Regions from separate parts of the Callithrix jacchus genome. Here region 1 is linked to region 2. A link is a contact called in public Hi-C data. All regions are on one chromosome and are shown on one strand. Each heading gives the region's core, a stretch centred on a gene start, on an enhancer-like site or on the middle of the called end of the contact. The rest is flanking DNA. Distances are from core to core; before and after follow the strand shown.

The links. Hi-C and Micro-C count contacts between places; a contact is called where the count stands out from the background.
Region 1: a contact with region 2 is called in a Hi-C map of skeletal muscle, with 2.8 times the contacts expected there. The contact joins the promoter of SGO1 here to the promoter of RAB5A in region 2. A contact is called at or near these places in 2 of 3 Hi-C or Micro-C datasets (both in skeletal muscle).

The regions. Positions count from the first base shown.
Region 1 is chr17:58,677,870-58,685,162 of calJac240_pri, forward strand. SGO1 (shugoshin 1) reads right to left here and starts at 2,714. Exons shown (of 8, transcript XM_078354397.1): 1 at 2,611-2,714.
Region 2 is chr17:58,459,276-58,466,147 of calJac240_pri, forward strand. It overlaps RAB5A (RAB5A, member RAS oncogene family), which reads left to right and starts at 3,026. Exons shown (of 6, transcript XM_002759644.4): 1 at 3,026-3,392; 2 at 6,706-6,872. The coding sequence starts at 6,799.

The DNA.
Region 1 (7,293 bases), core at 1,464-3,963, 220 kb after region 2:
TATCAAATATAAAACTTAAAAAACACAGACTGTTCATAAAGAATGCATTAAATAAACTGCAGAATTAGCTAAAAGTAGTTAGCTAACTTGATAATAAATTTTGGACCTTTAAAATCTCATTAATATTTTTGATGTCATCTCAGGCACTTTATAGTAAAGCTTTATTGAATATAGATTTCCAACCCAAAGATTCCACAATAGTCACTTATTCATTCTTTTAACAAATACTCACTATAGGGTATATGCAACTGAAATGCTGCTGAAAATGCTTATTATTCTATTTGTGCCATTATTATTTATGCTTTTTATAGAAAATGTTTAGGACCAACTTTTAGTGCTTAGGCTTACAGCATTAGTTCAGAGGCAATCACATATTTGGGTTTTGTTTTCCAGCTCGTCTCTAATGATTAAGTCATCAGATTAGGCCATTCAATTATTCTCCCATACTCTTTTAACCCAAATATCACTTATGATATTCACACACTCCCAAGAAAGTCAAGGTGATCCTCTGAGGTTTAAACTATGTAGCACTGCATACAATTTTAATAGGCTATTGTAACAATTACAGAGCTGGAAAGAGCAGGAACTTGGGCAGAGGAACAATCTAGCATTCTAAAAGTATGGCTAAAGTTTAGGGCTCTTTACTCCCAATAAATTATGAACATAGCAAAGATGACATTAAATATTGTTCTACATACAGTCAAACGTAGCAAAACTGACAGGGGAATATACTATTGAGTATATAAGTATATGTGTATAATCTTTCAATGCTGCAAATCAGGTAGGCTTTAGCATGCTACTAAACATGTCAAACTACTTTTCACAAACATCTTTTACTATAGATTGCACTTTGCAGATCTCAGAATTGCAAAAAAAAAAAAAAAAAAAAAAAAAGAAAGAAAAAGACTTGTTTCCAATAATAATCTATGCATACAATTTCACCATAAAGGATATCTTCCTAAACCTTACACTCTCTTGAGTATTTTCTCCAGGCCTTATTTTCCTTTATGCAGTGTCTGGAATCTTAAATATAGATACTGTAGATACCACTTAAGGGCTTTCTTTCTACCAAGGTATATACAATACATACTGGGAGGTTCTTAGCAGAGCTAGGGCATCTATTTTTAAAAGCACTAATGGTAAGGTTATTTCACACAATTCAGTTAGAATTGGAGATGTTTGAGAGTCATAAAGATTAAGTTACTGATTTAGTTTATTTTAAAGGCAAAGCCTTTACCTAAAAAGTTTTAGTTATTACTTTTAATCAAGTTAAAATCACAAAAGAAACTTTCCATAATAAAAGTTTTATATCCTGTTTAAGGCGAAGGTGATAGCAGGGGGTGGGGAAGACAGAATGAAAGCAAAGAAAGGCTACAGTGCGAGGTGACGGTCTCAATCTGTACAGTACTCCCGTAAGCGTTCTGGATTAAAAAAAAACCTAGCATATTTGATCTCAAATTAGTCCTGCTGCGAAGACAGCCAAGTAGGACACTAGTCAGTGCCGGCCTCTCCAGGGCAACTGAGGAAGATAATGGCCTGGACTAGGAAGGACGTCAACCTTAAAACGCTGCACAAAGAACTGCTGTCAATTTTCTTGTGTCTTTAGGTTGAGCAGACTTTTAACTACTGTAAAAAGCTTTGCACATCACTTAATCTACACAATTCTGAAAAGCAGGAAGTTAGGATCTCCATTTACTTAACATAGAAGCCGGAACATCTGAAAACGCAGATCGAGTGGCTGAACGGCAAAAAGCGCGCGGTCAGTGGGACTCCACAGCCCACGCTTTCGGCCACCGAATTTAGAACGATACTGAGAACCGAAGGGAAGTCAAACAGGGATCATCACTACGCCCTAGCCTCACACCTTAAAAACTACGTCCTACTCTTTCAGGGACTCCGGAAAAGCCGAGGGGAGGTGGGGCTGGCGGATATGGGCCCGGCGAGCCTCCTGCCGCAGGCGTGTCCACAACGATACCTTGGTGACTACTTCTGCCACAGCTATCTTCCTCCTCCTAACATTTCAAGGCTTTTCAAGGTTCTGCCGCCACGCACGAGCCCGGCGCGCTGGGCCCTACAGGGCCGCAGCACCGTCTCCAGTCGCCTGCAACTTCCGCCGCCACATTCGAAATTCTCCGCCTCGCTCATCCATTGGTTGGTTGACGCACCCAACACCACCTGCGCAGGCAGAGCCCCGTCAGATCAGGCGACGTCACGTGACGCACACTCGCTCACGTCCACATCCGGGCACCCACCGGCCCCCAGCTTCTCCCGGGGGCGGAGCCCGCAACCCGCAACCCGCAATCCGCAACGCGCCGGGATTTTTTATTCGTAGACGCGGGGCTTTTAAGGGTGGAGTCGCTCCGGGACCTTTAAGGCGGGGTGTGTTAGGTAGTCCAAAGCTTCTTGTTTTCTTCAGCCTGACAGCTTCCAATGTCCCGGGTTGTGCTCAAAGGCTCCCTCTTGTGAGAAGAATCTCTTTGGTTGCCCGTTTAAGCAGTCAGCCAGCTTTGCAACACGGAGGCAGCTTCTAGGGAAGTTAAAAGCCAAACAGGGAGCAAATTCTGGGTTAAAGAGGTATTATTAGGGAAACTTTAGATATCTGAAATTTACCTTCATGTTCTTTCTCTTTGCCGTATACCTCTGGCTCTTTAACACTCTTCTCGGGAAATGGCACCAACATCCATCCAGGTAACCGACCAGAAGCCTGATAAATCATCCTTAATGATCTTTATCCTCTCTTAACCTTTCCCCGCCCGTCCGGTCAGTCACACTGTCCTCTAAACTTAAGTTTTTCTCACGCCCACTTTTCCCCACTAATCCAGCGTCCAACCTAATTTCATTCCCTAAATTCCACTAGTACCCACTCTGACTGCAGACTCCACTCTCTATATTCTTCATAGAGTAATATTTTTACAAAGCAAGTATCAAATAGGAAACTTCCCAGTGGCTCCTTATTGCATTTAAGGTGCAGTCCAAACTCCTTTAAGATATTTTATCCTCATAGAGCACCATGATTTCTGGTTATACCACTTGTACATTTTCTTTAATTGCCTTAAAATTCCTACTACTTTTGCTAATGCTGTTTTGTCAAGAACATTCTTTCCCTTGGCTGGACTTACTCCTGTGTATACTGAAGTTCTCACTGTAGAGGAAGACTTATCTTCCCCTAAAGCCCCTTAGTACCTGCTTTATACTTTCTTACCTCAGCCTCCCGAGTAGCTGGGATTATTGGCGCCTGCCACTATGCCGGGATAATTTTTGTATTTTTTAGTAGAGACGGGGTTTCACCATCTTGGCCAGGTTGACCTTGAACTCCTGACCTCGTGATCCACCCGCCTCGGCCTTCCAAAGTGCTGGGATTACAGGTGTGAACCCAACCTGTTCTTTTTTAAAGGTAACTAGCACATGCCCACTCTAGTGAGAATGGGCAGAGGGTTTTTTTGTTTGAGGTCAGAGAGTATGAAGTGAAAGTGAGCAGAGAGTAAGGCCAGCTTCATGAGCAGGCAACCAGTGCTCTTAGAAGCGTTGTGAATTTGGTTTAATGCTCTGCTGTTGCCATCTTGAAATGCTTAGTGGTTGATATTTGAACGTAGGTTTTGTAAGTGATGTCTGATGAGATAATGGAGCAATCTTGTGAGCAAATGTAATTCATGCAATGTTTGTGTCTGTCACGGTTTCCTGCTGCCCTATGTCTTACAGTCTTCAGGATGCTCACTAAATGGCTTCCATGAAACACTTATTTTGTACTTAGAGACCTAAGTGCAAAGTGCTCAGAAAGGCTCACACTTGCCATCTTGAAATTATTATGTTCTTTGAGACGGTGTCTTGCTCCCAGGCTGGAGTGGTGGTGCGATCTCAGCTCACTGCAACCTCCACTTCCCAGGTTCAAGCAGTTCTCCTGCCTCAGCCTCCCAGGCAGCTGGGATTACAGGCATCCACCACCACACCCTGCTAATTTTTGTATTTTTTGTAGAGACAGGGTTTCCCCATGTTGCCCAGGCTGGTCTCAAACTTCTGAACTCAAGTGATCCACCCACCTTAGCCTCCCAAACCGGGATTACAGGCTGAGCCACCATGCCCAACCACCTTATTGTATTTTCTAACCACTTACACTAAAAGTGATGGCATGAGAGGAAAAGGAAAGATAAGACATTCCACAATTCCTTTTCTTTTCAGTCCTTCTCTACTTACCGGTAAGCTGAAGGTATTTGTCTTGCATTTGGGACAAGGAGCGTCATATTTTCATTTCACATTGGCCTACACAGATTATATAGCTGGCCCTGACCAAAGGCTTGGAGATTCTGACTTTTTAAGGTGTGTCTTGCCTGTTCCGCTTTTAAGAATGAGTCAGACTTCAAATCAGGTCTTTATTATTAAAGCCTTCAATAATCAATAATAGAAATGGCTGAATTTAGGGGCGATGAGGGAAAATACCACCAGAGTCCTAGCATGAGTAACTTGTATGTACCAAAATGTACTACTGCCTCTGATTTTAGGGAACTGAATTCCTGTTGGAATCAACAGCTCTTTTAAAATATTGTGGAAACTACAACTGTTGCCAGGAAGAGTGCACATATTCCTTTTTGAACAAATGTGTATATTTCAAAGAGTACGTGTGAATTGAAGTTTGAACCCAGGAAGCCTGGCTCCAAAGTCCATGCTATTAACAACTAGACTATAGTCTGCTATTTCTCCCTTTTATTATAACACAGTAGTACCCAGCCTCATTCAGAGATAATCCATGGTTGAATTATATCAGCAAAGTTGTATAGGAACACGTCATCTAGCTGATAAACTGAGAAGAACCTATGAAAGGGGACCCAAGTAGTCAAAATTCCTTGTTTAATTAATAGATATTAGAATGGTTATGGCATAATTAAAATCATTTTAACTTCTTAAAACTCTTGCTCTCAAATAGTGAATATTTGTAGCTGCATTACTTTCAGGGTTTTTCAAAATGTGAATGCATGTTATTTCTACTTTTGTTAATTTCAGCTTTATGATGTACTTAAAATATAATGAGCCCGGGTGTGGTGGCTCATGCTTGTAATCCCAACACTTTGGGAGGCCGAGGTGGGTGGATTGTTAGGTCTGGGGTTCGAGACCAGCCTGGCCAACATGGTGAAAACCCCATCTCTACTAAAGAACAAGAAGTTAGCCAGGCATGTTGACACACGCCTGTAATCCCAGCTACTCAGGAAACTGAAGCAGGAGTATCGCTTGAACCTGGGAGGCAGAGGTTGCAGTGAGCCGAGATCACACCACTGCACTCCAGCCTGGGCGATAGGGTGAGACGCTGTCACAAACACACAAAAAGGTGTGTGTATATATATATATATATAATGAACACTCACATTCTCCCCTGCAAGTTCCTAAAATCCCAGTAAAACTGCTAATTTTTAATCTTTAACTGCCTTGTGCCTAATATTTATTACTCTATGCAGATTTTACTGACTTTGATTTTTACTTTGGAGCTGAAGTTCTGCACTGACTTGATACCTTCTCTTTCTTTTTGATTTCTCCTTAGTTGTTCTTTTCTTCTGACAGGGTTTCTCACTCTGCTGCCCGGGCTGGAGTGTAGTGGCGCAATCATGGCGCATAGAGCCTTAACTTCTCGGGCTCAAGTGATCCTACCACCTCAGCCTCTTGAGTAGCTGGGACCATAGGCATGCATTGCTATGTCCAGATAATAATAAAAAAAATTCTGTAGAGACGGTCTTGTTATGTTGCCTGGGCTTGTCTCAAATTTTTGGGCTCAAACCACTCTCCTGCCTTGGCCTCCCAAAGTGCTGAGATTATAGGCATGAACCAGTATACTTAGACCTGTCCTTAGTTTTTATTATTATAATAATTTTGTATTTTTATTTTTTCTTTCTGGTTTATGTTCTCTCATGATCTCCTTACGGTTTTTAAAGAAAAAATTAAATAAAACTCTTCTCTGTTTATTTGGCAGTCAAAAAATATATTAATTTGTCTCCTCTCTCGAATTAATATTCTAAAAAATATTTTTTGAGAAAGTTTCATACAGTAGTTATCATAGATTGTAGTGTGGATTAACTTGAATAGCAATACAAAAATTAGTGATTTGGTGACCAAAATCGTCAGAACTGAAATACAGAGAAGCATCAAAATGTTTCATTTTTTTGACATCTGCTTTTATTAGTTTAGTACTTTTTTCAGCTCAATAGGAACAGGCTTTGGCGAGTTTGTACATTCATAAAGTGGGCAGAAGACTTCAAAGAATAGATAGCACTTTATGCTGTTTTTATGATTCATTTGTATTTTTCAGAAATATGCATATGTATTGCTTTCATAAGGCTATTATTTATTGTATGGTAACGTTCATGTCCTACAGTTTTTTTTGTTTTTTGTTTTTTTTTAAGTGGCTCCCATTTCTCTTAGCATAGCGAGACATAGGAACATTTAATTGAATTATAATGGCTAACACTGAATGAGGGCATACTTTGTGCCAGCAAATGCCGGTGCTTTATATGAATATTTTATGAGTTATCATTTTACCCTCATGATAAAGCTTATAAAGTTGGCAATGTTATTAAACCTATTTTATCAGTTGAAGAAATTGAGGTGTAATGTGGTGAATCTAGTAAGCATGAAGCCAGGTTCAAGGTTTGGTGTAAGTCTGATTCCAGGGCCTGTGTCCTTTATCATGATGCCGTAACTTTAAATAAGTTTTAATTTATTAATGCTTTGATATTTCATCAAATCATTTAAATGTCTAAAGGCTTACCATGTACAAATGTGAGGAAGTCTTTGGGAATGGCTAATTAACTGTATTTAACAAATTAAGGTCATATGAATGAAGCAGATAAGCAAGGGAATGAGTATGGACAGAGAAAGGAAGAAGCTTCAGGTCACCAGCATTAAGTTGGTGGGCTCATCAACATTAAGAGATTGAGGAGAAAGGAGAAACCAGTGAAGAAAGTTGAAGTGTGTCCAGGAGAAACTGATGAAAAGCAGTGTCTTAGAAGCCAGGTGGTGGAGTGGTAGGGGTAAACGTCAGGTTGAAGTGGGTTCAAGAGAAGATAGGAGGAAAGGAATTGGAGAAAGTGAGTACATAAAGCTCTTTTAAGAAGGTTGAATGGGGGAGGTTGTGCCAGGGAGAAGAATAAAGGAGAAGGTACGACCTTGTTACTTTGGAGAGTCATGCATTTACTAATTACAAGTATTTGGGTTGGTGTTTACCAAGGTGTGTCCAGCATACCACTGTTGGTATGTGAGGTGATCATAGGTAGTACTGGAAAGCATTTTTTTTTTTTTTTTGAGTCTCACTCT
Region 2 (6,872 bases), core at 1,776-4,275:
GACTAGCTCAAGCTTCACAGCCTTTTTCACTAACTTGTTACCATGCCAATGTTAGAGTTACCGTTGGTTTGTCTCCAGAAAAAATTTTGAATTGTCTCCAGATAGTTCCAATTAAAAGTAAATGAAACCATTCATTATCATCTATTCAAAGATTCATTCTTCAGCTACATAAGGGAGGACAGATTTCCTGGAAGAGATGGAAAAGGATATGGGGTGCTGTGAATGGTTGGGAGACACCTGCCACTGGGAATTTGTGATTGAGTATTTAGAGATTTGAGGGCAGTATAAGCACTAATGTTTAAGTCTTTATGATTATTTATCCATTTTGTAGCTTCCTTAACAAATTCTATCAACTGATAGGATTCTACATTTGACACTAAAATATATACAATTATCAGTCCTCCTCATTTATCTGGGGTTATGAAAAAGAAAACACAGACATATTGCAAGTGGCAGTACAACAGAGCTTTACCATGGCATTTCAATTTCTCTAAAATTACTACCGGATCTTTAGAAGTGCCAGCCACCGGGGCAGCACTCTTCCAGGCAAACATTATGACTAAACTGTAAAATATTGTGAGATATATTCATGAAGGAGGTGAAGACAAAATCAAACAGAAACGAGTGAGGAAGCAACATACTGAAACGATGAAATAGGGAGGGTTTTTTTTGGCAATTTATAAATTTCAGCATCGAATGTTTTAGTTGTGAGGTCTTCTTAGTCTAATGTTCACCATTCTAAACATAATTAAGTTCACCAATACTTTGGGGGTCTCTACTATAGCAATCAAAGGTCTTCTGTGAAGAGCTGAAATGATGAATAAGTGATAGTCCCAACCCTTAAAAACCTTATAATGCAATGAAAGGCTAAGGAGAAAAGTTCAGGTGCTCATTAACTATTAAAATAAGGCCGATTTTAAGACAGTTATTATAGAGACTAAGGCAAAGTATTGTGAAATTATAGAAAAAAAAATAATTGAATCCAGTAGAAGTATCTGCAGATACTGTCCAGAGTAACTGGTATCCTGGCTGAGATGGAAACAGCAGTTATGGGCAATAATGGTGTTCTAAGTGTAGGGAATAAAGTGATCAGATACCAAGATGGCAACACATAGGCAATATTCAGGGAACACAGAGTAGATACGTGTGGTTAGGGGACAAATAGTTTGGTGAGAGGGATTCTATAGAAATGGAACGAAAGAAACATGGGTTGGGACTAGAGTTAAAAGAACTTTAGAGTGGCAAGTAATGAGATACCACTGAACATTTTTTAGTAGAGTGACTGGCTAAAGTGTAAAGAATGGACAGAAAGAGCAGCAGTATGCATTAATTCCAGTTTATTTATAGAAACACTACCGTGGACGAGGTGTTGGGATTAGACCTCAAATTTGGGGATTATATAATTTGTTGATGGAATGGACAACGGTTTGTGAGGAGAAGGAAGAGCTGAAGATGATTCTGCCTTTCCAAGTCTGGGTGACTGGGAGGATGTTAATGCCAGTCTCTAAGCAGAAGCAGGTTTGGAGTGGAATAGGTTTGGTTTTCGCATGCTGCTGACATGACTGATGAGACATATCCTATTTCCTGGTTCCTCTTGGGATTGTCCAAGAGCTATTACCATGACTAACAGTTCATATTGGAACTCCTTGTAGATAAAACGCCACAGGTACAATTTACGTATGACACACTACGTTCTTCTGGCACTTGGGTAGTTACTATGAAAGACTGGCTGTTCAAAGTTCAAATCATCTTCATGGCACAATGCCGACTGCGCACCCACAGGATACCTTAACCTGGTGCGCTTCAAAGACAATATTCTCGCCCTCACAACAGAGCTATACATTGTAAACTGCAAACTGAAAAGTAGCCTTTATTCCAAGGGAAAGATCAATGGAATATTCTTCAACCAAATTACCAAAACAATTTTTTTGGCAGGGGCTGGGGCAGAAGCCTCGCCAGAGACTGATTGTGGGGTGGGGTCCAACAAAAGCACATCTTCAGTAGGTCCCCCGTGTAGGGGAACGAAGGTCTTGGGTTATCTTTCACCAGAATTGTGTTCAGCAACTCACATTCTGGAGCCAACCCGCAGATTAGAATTCAGCTTCGGCACCACCCAGCAGTGATCTCGGACAAATTAACATCTTCTGCCTCAAATTCTTTACCTGTAAAACATCCATCGCTGGGACTGAAGACTTGGCTGCCAGGCACTGGGCTAGATACAGGTTTACAGCGGTGAGGACCACTAAGGTGAATTAAAATTCGAATGTAGGGAACAGGCGTTAACAAGTTATTTTCAGAATGAAAGACTCCTAGTGTAAGAATTCAACGGGATAATTCCTGTAAAGCATTTAGTGCAGTAAAAAAGCTAGATACTATTTTAGGATTTGACCCTACCCGCCCCCTACCAAAACCAGGTAAACTCTCAGTGGAAGCGACTTATTGTTACGCGCCTAAAGGCGACTTTTGGGATAGAGAGGGCCCTCTCTTCCTCCTTAGGGTAAGTGCGATTTACCAGTCTTTATCGACCCACCCAACCCCAGGGACGTTTTGAGGGAAGAGGTTCTGTGGAGTTAAGACGTCTAAGTGCCCTCTAATAAAGCCCCTTCGCAAAGGTGCCAGATTGGGGTGAGGGAACCTCTCTGCTCCCACAAGGGCTGGGCACAGAAAAAAAAACAAAACACAAGTTCTTTTGGTCTTCTCCCAAAGGAGAGTAAAGGAATTTTCCCCGCCCCCAGCAGCCTGCAGCCCAGAGACCCTCGCCCAGCTAACAGTGGCGCTGGAGAGGGCGTGCCCCGCGCATCTGCGGTGGGGGAAGGGAAGAAAGGCGGCCAGAGCGGCTCAGAGCCTCTCGCAGGGTCACGTGACATTCTGCCTCGCCCCGCCCCGCGAACAAACCAGGGCGGGGAGGGATTCGGGAAGGGGCGGGGAAACGGCTGGAGAGGGCGGACTGGCAGTGACGGGAAGTGACGAAGGGGCGTAGTTCGTTGCGTGCGGCGACGTGGCGGTGGGGCCGACACCGGGCAGCGGAAGTGGCTCCAGCGGTGGGACCTGAGTGTTTGTGTTTTGGTTCGTGAAGGAGCCGGCGGCTGGCCTGAGGGGAGGAGGCAGAGGGAGGAGGAGGCAGAATTAGTCGGAACTCGAGCGCCGGCGGCGGCGGCGGAGGAGGAGGAGAAAGGAAAGAGGAAGGCGGAGCGGCGAGAGGCGGAGACGGAGCCCGACAGGGGCGGCACCACAGCAGGAGCCCCGCACAGTCCAGTGTGAGGGGAGCGGCGCGAAGAGCACACACCACCGCCACCACCACCACCGCCATAGACACACTCGTCCCACGGGCCACGCCTGGGCCTTGCTGCCAGGAAGCTTCGGCCCCGCAGCTCCGCTTGCTGCTGTCTCAGGTAACCGAACCGCCCCTCCCCCTGCGCAGCGGGGGCATGGACCCCACGTTATCCGCGGTCCCCAGCCTGTCCGCGGCCCTGCCGGCACTGAGACCCCCGCCCCTTTTCCCTCACGCGCACCAGTGTCCTGGGCCAGAGAACTTCCGAACTCAGCGTCTTGTTCTGCCAGCCCTGGTGACTCATCCTCAAGGGGCTCTGGAGACCGGGATTTGGGGACTGACTGAGGGAGCGACGGGTGTCACCCTTTCCCTTCTCAAGATGGCGCCGTGGAAAGTGTACTGGAGGCCGCGGTTCCGCCTGTTCCCTGTCCTGGCAGTTCTGGGGGTCTCGGTCAAAGCCGGCTAGGTTCGGGGGAGGAGGTTGGAAAGGCCAAGGGACCTGGCGAGTGCTGCTTATCCAGGAGAGCTGGAGTTGGCTATTAGCTACTCAAGTGCTCTCCTAGCAGGAACCCGGGCCTACTGCAGGTGTGAATGTGGGGAGCTCCGCCTACTCTCAACTTCCAAACACCGGTGGTGGAGGGGGTGGGGGCCTTGTCAAAACAGCCTGTCTAGAGACTCGCCTCTTATATATGTGGAAGGTAGTGTATTACGGCTCTAAAGAGATTCAAGATAACAGGACCGCTGAACTCCTTCACTGTGTAGAGACCTTGAAAGTTGCTCTGATGTCTTCCCTGGAAGCTGCTTTACCTTCTGAGACTTCCAAACTTTTGAGTTCAGAACGTCATAGTTCGCATATTTAATTTTTGTATCGCTTTAGTGGAATCAAGGCGTTCAATCAGTTGTTGCCTTACACATAATGAGACAAAACAGTTGCACCTCTGGGAATACTGAGGATTGCTCATAAACTTTATTCCTATAGTAAAATGGAAGTGATAACTCAGCATTTGTGTAAGCAAAGTACACGGAACAGTGCCCGGCACAAATTAGTAAATTTTTTGATCAAACAACCCGTAGAAGGATTTTAACTATAGAATGAATAACAGTTATTTTTAAAAGATTATAAATGTATATTTTGCAAGATTCTTGTTTTGCAAAACGAGTTTCAGTAAGAAGTGAACACAAATGAATGCACTTAATTTTTAACCTTAGTGTTAGGCTAAGTGTATGTTTACTATTAAGTTATTTCTTGTTTGAGATCCCTGGGTGGGAATGGGGGGCTGGGGGTCGGGGGAGTAACCACAATTGAGTAGCTTTGAACCTTAAAAGTCAAAGTGAAATCAGAATCTTGTTTGATTTTGATTTCTTTTTTTTTAGTGAGAGAGTGGGAGTCTGCTGTCCCTGAAATTTTGGAAGTACCTTAGAAATTTGGAGCATACTGTCCCTGATAAATAATTTCTTATTTAGTAGTTAAAAGGATAAATGGAAAATGTTTCAGTTGATACTTAGTGTATAATATCTGAAGATGTGTTGGTACATTTTCAGAATATATGATGTTCTATTGGTATTTTATCATTTTCTTATCAAAGGACCACATTATAGGCAATTTCAGTCCCTACTGTGTGTATTAGAGATTATTTACATGTGTTGTTTCATTTAATTCTCACAGCAGCTATGCAAGTTAGATATTATGGGAATAGAGACTTGGAAATTAAAGAGTTTGCCCAGGCGGAAATTGGTGTCGCCAGGATTAGACCCCCAAATCTAGTGTTTGTGGGGGAGGGGGCATTTTTATTTATACCTTGTTATTTGGAAGCAACTCAGATATTCTGTCTTTAAATATTTCAGTATGTAATGGTAAAAGATAAGGACTCTAAAAAGCTGGTGTTTAGTTAAGGCAGGGAGGCAATTTTATTGCCTTAAGAACATCTCATGGATATGTTAGTTCATTATGAAGAGTGTTTTTTATAAACTCAATTTATGAGGAAGGCATATTTCTTTCATTTTTTGTTTTTAATATAGAGACAAGATCCCACTATGTTGCCCAGGCTGGTCTCAAGCAATCCTCCTATCTCACCCCAAAGTGTGGGGATTACTGGTGTAAGCCCCTGTCTCTGGTGCAAAAGACATATTTCTTGTATGAGGTAGCTAAATGAAATATAGCAGGGTTTTTAGAGAAGGAATCATCAGGTTTGATATATTAGCATATATTTGGATTTTGGTTAAAGATAGAAGGAAACTGTGAACATTGGTTTGTGAGTTGATTGAAAAAAGTTCTTCAAATATTCACTAATTCCTTAGAGATTAAAAGTTAGCATTATTAGATAATGGTAACACATAGAAGTCACCATTCAGGCTAGTTTTTTTTACTGTGTTGTTTAAAAAAAAAAATAATGGCCTGCAGGCTGGCCATGGTGACTCACACCTGTAATCCCAGCACTTTGGGAGGCTGAGGCAGGAGGATTGCTTGAGCCTGGGAGTTCTAGATCATCCTGGGCAACATAGCAGGGCAATGTCTGTACTGACAAATGAGCCCAGCATGGTTTTGAGTGCCCTGTAGTCCCAGTTACTCAGGAGGTTGAGGCAAGAGGAGTGCTTGAGCCCAGGAGGTTGAGGTTGCAGTGCACTCCAGTCTGGGTGAGAGAGCAAAATCCTTTCTCAAAAAAATTAAAGTTTATAAAAAATGGCATGCATATTGTTCATCCAAAAACTACAAAAAAGTTAGTTAGTGTAAGTAAATAAATGAGTAATAATCCCACCACACAGAAAACAACTGTTAACATTTCTATGTGTGGTATACTTGAGCAGATGAGGAAACAGTTTTAAGTCTTTCCGCCATTAGGCACACAAACCCAGGTGACTGAAAATATTTGTTGTCGAAATTACCATTAAACATTGTTTAACAGAAGACTTTAAGTAATAATAAATTCTTGGATCTGCTCTAAAAGCTTCTCAGTTATTAATAACATAATTTTTCTCAAAAAAAATGTTAACCCAAGTAGCCTGGCTCTAGAACTTGAACTCTTGAGTCATCTCTCAGGTTCCCTGGATTTGAAACTCAGCTCTGTGTCACTTCTGTCACAGTAACTCTGTGACCTCAAGTAAGCTTTTTCACATCTCTGGGCTTGCTTCCTCATTTATAAGGATTGTAATAATATCTCATTTTATAGGATTGTTGAGAAGTTAAGTACTTAAAGTACTGCCTGGCACAAAGTTGAAGCTTTGAGAGGTTAGCCTTAAAAAAAAAAAAAAGTGATTTTGAGCTCAAATCCTATACCTTTAAATTTCCTGTAAAAGATAGTGACCTATTCTAAAGGATGTTGAAGGTCTAGTAGAGCTTAAAATAATCATAATATGCTATAGGCAAAATTTAAAGTGATTAATAGTAAATTTGCTTTACTGATTTGTACATTTACTTCATAATTGTTTCTTTGCAGGTTTCTTTACCTCCAGAAAGAAGAAGATTGACGCCTTGAATTCTGGAACTTCATTGAAGAGTCTGAAATTAGGGATTTATTTCAAATTTGGACATGGCTAATCGAGGTGCAACAAGACCCAACGGGCCAAATACTGGAAATAAAATATGCCAGTTCAAACTAGTACT